2 separate regions of the Mus musculus genome follow, and region 1 is linked to region 2. A link is a contact called in public Hi-C data. All regions are on one chromosome and are shown on one strand. Each heading gives the region's core, a stretch centred on a gene start, on an enhancer-like site or on the middle of the called end of the contact. The rest is flanking DNA. Distances are from core to core; before and after follow the strand shown.

Evidence for each region. A called contact is a pair of places that touch in the nucleus more often than the background predicts.
Region 1: a contact with region 2 is called in a Hi-C map of uterus, with 1.6 times the contacts expected there. The contact joins the promoter of Zfr here to the enhancer-like site in region 2. A contact is called at or near these places in 2 of 484 Hi-C or Micro-C datasets (nephron progenitors and uterus) and 4 of 115 datasets of contacts at active chromatin or transcription factors (CD8 T cells, embryonic fibroblasts and embryonic stem cells).

The regions. Positions count from the first base shown.
Region 1 is chr15:12,116,447-12,119,146 of GRCm38.p6, reverse strand. Zfr (zinc finger RNA binding protein) reads right to left here and starts at 1,296. Exons shown (of 20, transcript NM_011767.2): 1 at 1,200-1,296; 2 at 809-908. The coding sequence starts at 1,236.
Region 2 is chr15:12,065,408-12,068,107 of GRCm38.p6, reverse strand. No RefSeq gene overlaps it. Among named protein-coding and RNA genes, the nearest start is that of Gm34759, 14 kb to the left of the region's middle. Within about 2 kb of position 1,352, at least 84 of the 459 cell types and tissues checked have an H3K27ac peak or open chromatin away from gene starts, as enhancers often do. A contact at or near this core is called in CD8 T cells and uterus, where this site is marked.

The DNA of each region.
Region 1 (2,700 bases), core at 47-2,546, 51 kb before region 2:
GGGCAGGGGGGAAGACCTCAAAGGAGAACCACCGGTCCACTTGGAGCCGTCCTCAATGGCTCCAAAGGCTACACACGCATCATCTACCCTAGGAACTTCGCACATCTTTTTCGGTCTAACAGCTAAACGATTCACAGGTGGTTGGCATATTAACATCTCCGCGAGCAAGAAAACCCAAAGGGAATGAGATGGAGGCGATGACGCTGGCAAAGTGGCAGTTAATCTGAGGGGCTGGGGGCAGGGGGGTGGTTGGTGGCGTCGGGGACCCAGGGCCAAGGGAAGGTACCGACAAAGACCTGCTGTGTGATCTGGGCTCCGGGGGCGTCGCGGTAGAGGCCGCTGACTCCGCACTCCGCGCGAGGCCCCTCGGCTCACTCTCTCTCCATTCCCCGAGCCAAAGGGAAGATAAGAGGTGGGGGGGTGACAGGGTGGAGGCGGGGACCCGGGAAGCCGAGGGGCCGCAGCGGGCGGCTCGGCTCCGCTCCAAGGCCGCGGGAGGCCATTTTACCTCCGGGGCCGTCCAAGGCCCTCCACGTCCCCAACCCCTCCGCAGTCATCCCTCCCCCGTCTCGGCCCCTCCGGGGGCCGCTGTCCGCCGGAGCCGGAGGCCGAGTGCGACACGGCAGGGAAGGGCGGGTGTGGGGAGGGTGCGGGGGGCTCCCGGCCGCGCCTGCCGCGGGGACCCGGGCTCTCGGGGCGGTGCGGCGGGGGCGGGGGCGGATGCGGCCGCGGGGCCGGAGCGTCGGCGGGAGCCGGACCGCGGGGCGCGGAGGGAAGAGGAAAAAGGGAGAAGGCGGGGAGCCGTTACCTATACTGGGCCGCAGCCGCCGCCGCCGCCGCCCCGCTGTGGGTGAATCCAAAGTAGTTGCCGGTCGCCATTTTGGCATCTTCCCCCAGCCGGCTGGGCACTGCGGCGGGCACGGAGAGTCAGGTCCCATGGCGGGAGGGCAGCCGTCAAGGGGTCGGGGTGCCGAGGGATGGCAAGGGAGAGAAAAGGGGCCGTGAGAAGCCGCCCTGGCCGGCGGGGACCGCGGCCGCGCCGCCGTCCGCCTCCCTCCCCGCACTCCCTCACTCACTCGCACGCCCGGGTGGCGGCCGCCGCCTCCTCCCCGGAGCTGGCCCCAACCCCCGCGCCTACCCGCCGCCCAGGGCCGGGGCAGGGCATGGCAGAGGCCTCCACGGGCCACATTTAGACTCACCATAGGTGAAAGAAACTACAGGGCATATGGGAATCATGGGCTCGGGCTGCTGCTGCTGAACTCTGAACTCTCACCCGCTGCCTCCCTCCTCTGCCCCACTCCTCCTCAGCGGAGAACAGACCGCCGCCGCCGGCCGCACCGCGCAAGCGCGCTAGTGCGATGCATCCTGGGAGATGTAGTCCTTACGCCCCGCGCCAACCCCCCCACCCCCCACCCGGGGGCTGGCGCAGGGCCCCCCGAGGAGCGGATTTCTGGGGTGCGGATGTGGGGTTCTCTCGTGGGACTACGGGCCCGGCCTTATCCTAAGCGATGGTGACTCGCACCCGCTGCAGGGAGGCTACAAGGCGGAGGAAGAGCGCCTCGCTCGGCCGCGGGGGAGTCGGGCAGCGTGACCAGATAGCGTGACGTCTGTTGGCCTTTTCGCCGCCTTACTTTTTCACCGGTTTCCTTTACTTTTGCGGCTGCGTTTGTTCTCTCTTTCAGCCCTCCTCTCTCCTTTAATTTCCATTAACATTTGAGCTGGCCTAATTCCTGTTGCTTGTCACTGGCCTTTGGAAAGGGGAGGAGACAACGATGGGGGGGAAAAGAGCAGAGGAAGTGCTGCACCAAGCATCTGCCCAGAACCCTGCCTGTCACAGGGGTCACACATTTTGCCAAGACCCCGCCCCACCTCACAGACAAGGAGCCTTTCAGGGTCATGTTGGCGGCCCCCAACAAGGTGTTGGGCGTTGTAGATGCCAGAAACGAAACGTGACATGTTGTAGGAGCAAAACAAAATCCCTGTTCACATGGAATTTTTGTTCTGGGAAGTCTTATGACACACTAGAGCCAAAAACATAGAAAATGTGGTGGGTGGGACTGGAGTATTAGGAATAAAAACAGGACAATGAAGATAAGGGGAGTTCGGGCGGTTAGGGCAAGCCCTGGAATAGAGACCTGACAGAAGCAAGAAAACCACCCAGGTAGCTACCTGGAGGAAGGGCAGTGGAGAAGTCTATAGAGTATCAAGGAAGTCACTCTGGCTAGAACTGAGTGCGGGGATGACCAGTTCAAATGTCTTTGTGAGAGTCTTAGATTTCCTGGGTAGAGGGGCATACACCTATAAATCCCATCATTGGAGAGGCTGAGACAGGAGGATTTCCCAGAGTTCTAGACCTGCCTACACTACAGAGGGAGACAGTGTTTCAAAATAGAAACTACCCACCTATTCACTCCTTACCTGAGCTTCAAAAGAGTGCCAGGTCTCCCTGGGTCAGGATCAATACTTTATAAATAGTTCTTTACTGCATGCAACTGTGTCTTCATTACAGATGCTTTAGTGTTATCTCTGTATTGTCTCAGGCCATTTTCAGTCACACCTCCCCCACCTCCACCCCCCCCCCCCCCGCCCATTTCTTTTCTACTGCTAGGGATGGAGCTGAGATGACCTGAGCTAGCGATCGTTCTCTCTCTCTCTCTCTCTCTCTCTCTCTCTCTCTCTCTTCTCTCTCTCTCTTTCTCC
Region 2 (2,700 bases), core at 103-2,602:
AAAGTCATCAGGATACTTTATTAAGAAGCTTGTCTGCCTCATTGTGTTATTTGGATCCATTTCGACTCTAACCCTGGGAGGAAGAAGGGAGGGAGGGAGGGGGAGAAAGGGAGAGAGAGAGAGACAGAGATATAGAGACAGAGACAGAGGGAGGGAGGGAGGGAAGGAGGTAAGGAGGGAGGGAGGGAGGGAGGGAGAGAGAGAGAGAGAAAAGAAAACCTTTCCTACTTCAAATAAAATACCACAGTTGCTAAGTGAAGATTACAAAAGACAGTAAAACAGGCCAAGAAGTGGTGGGAGTTTGAGATGGGGAGAAGGGAGTGTGTTGGGGGCGACAGGATGGAGGCAGTGCTATGGAGCTGACTGTTGAGGTAGAAGGTGGTAGAACCTAATTACACACACACACACACACACACACACACACACACACACACACGCTACAGCATGTATGTAGAAGTCCATGAATATTATTTAAGAGTTGGTTCTTCTACGGTGGGATCTAGGGTTTAAACTCATGTTGTTAGGCCTGGGCAGCAAGTATGTTGTTGTTGTTGTTGTACCTACTTAGCCATGCCCCCAGATCCTTTGAGGATTCATCTCAAGGAGTCCTCTGCTCTCTTTGACAGTGGGTTTGCTCTGTGTACTTTGCCATCTGTATGTGATTGATTCTTCAAGTCTTTGATTTTGATGTCACAGACCTGTAAATACATGGTCCAGATCAAATCAGTAGGATAATTATGCTTCATCGAGTATCCTCAGGCCAGCAACATCTGCATCACTCTGGAACTTACTAGAAATGCGGCTTCATTGGTCTTGCCTGGAGTTACTGAACCAAAACCTCCGGGATGGAGTTCAGAATTCTGCGTTTCAACAAGCCCAGAATTTTGAATCACTGGCTTAAAAATCACAGTTTGTACTGGTCCTACCTGGGCATCCGTTCTCCTGGAATGAACGGCATTCCAGCAAAGGAAGAGAAAACGCTGTTGGTGGACTACATTCTTCTATTACTGTATCTCCGTATGTGTACACTGCTTGCACTATTTACCCTTTGGTTTTCTTGCCCACTCCTAACCCAGAACCGTGCTTTCCGAGGGCATGAATTTTTGCCTTTCATTCCAGTTTCCAGCCCCAGCACAACAGAAGCAATCCAGCAGCCCTTGCTGGCCAGAGGATAAAATATTAAAGTGGCCTCTCCTTTCTAATTGTCCATTCCCTTAACAGCTGCTTCCTGCTGCTTTCCATTCAGGGAACATTTTCACAGTGGCTCCTGTGCGGGAGCCAAGAGCTGTCTCTCCCAGGGAGTCTGAGAGCAATCATCGCTTTTGCATACAGGACAAGTGGAGGCCCTGGCTTCTTGAATGCAGTCGAACCTTCTTGCGCATTCATGTTTTGTTCCGGCTGTCCTCAGAGAACACAGCTATACAATAGCCCAGAAACCGAACATGGTGATTATTAAGCTGAGTTCTCTATGCCAGCTTCTGGCTGGACCTCTCTCTCAGAGGCAGTTGTACACGGAGAGTCAAACGTGATCTGGAAATAAGCCCTCGGGCTGCCTGCCAGAGAATACCGCTAGCAGCAGTTCTTATTTGTTCTGTCTGGCCCAGAGACTTGGACAAACCTCTTGGGTTTTCTAAAGTCGCCTTTATGAGGTGGGGCACTCGGGACAGCAAGTGTAATTGCAGAGTGGTTAAAAGCAAAGGCACGGGGGTCAGGACTAAGATGGCGTGCATGGGGTAGTACTGAATCCAGACCACCAAGTGTCCTTAGGATCCTTCTCTTCCTTACTCAGCAGAGCCTCTTCTTTGGCCTGAATCTCAGGCAAGGTTTCACAGAACAAGCCAGAGGCAATGGCTGCTAGCATCACAGGAGGCCTGGTACCCACAACAGCAAAGGAAACCTTTCTTTCACCACAGTGTGAGAAAAGCCCTCCATCTGATGTGAGGCACAGGGACCTTCCAGTGCAAGCAATTGCTTCAGTTAGCAGTGCACCCAACTCGAAGGAAGAGGAGGAGTACTTAAGCCTGCGCGGTGGGAACGAACCCCTCTCACCAGAATCAGAGAGAGAGAACAAGCCGCCCACCCACCACCCCATACTGTTGCTATCAGGGGAGATGGCTGCCTAGGAGGAAACATCCAGATACCTCAGTCTGTGTGCCACATTGTGCACCCCTGAGTAACACTTCATTTTGTTTATTAAAGACACCCACATACTGCAGAGCTGGCTATCAGTTTCCAAAACAAGGAAGAAAAGTAATGTGTCTCTGAAGGCAGGAAGTGCAGACTCGTACCCACTGTCATAATGTAGGTCCCAGTTTCAGAGGGTTGGGGGTGGGGGAGCACAGACTGGCCATGCACATGCACACACAGACACACAGACACACAGACACACAGACACACACACACACACACACGAGCACACACAGACACAGACACACACACAGACACACACACACACACACACACACACACGAGCACACACAGACACAGACACACACACACACACACACACACACACACACACACACACACACACTTTTTATTATTATAGTGGCAGGAAGATGTCCCAGATTCAGTAGGTGAAGCACTTGTGATTACACCTGACAACCTGACTGAATCCCCAGAACCTATGGCAGAGGGAGAGAACTGATGCCCCACCTGAGATAGATGGATAGATGGATAGATAGATAGATAGATAGATAG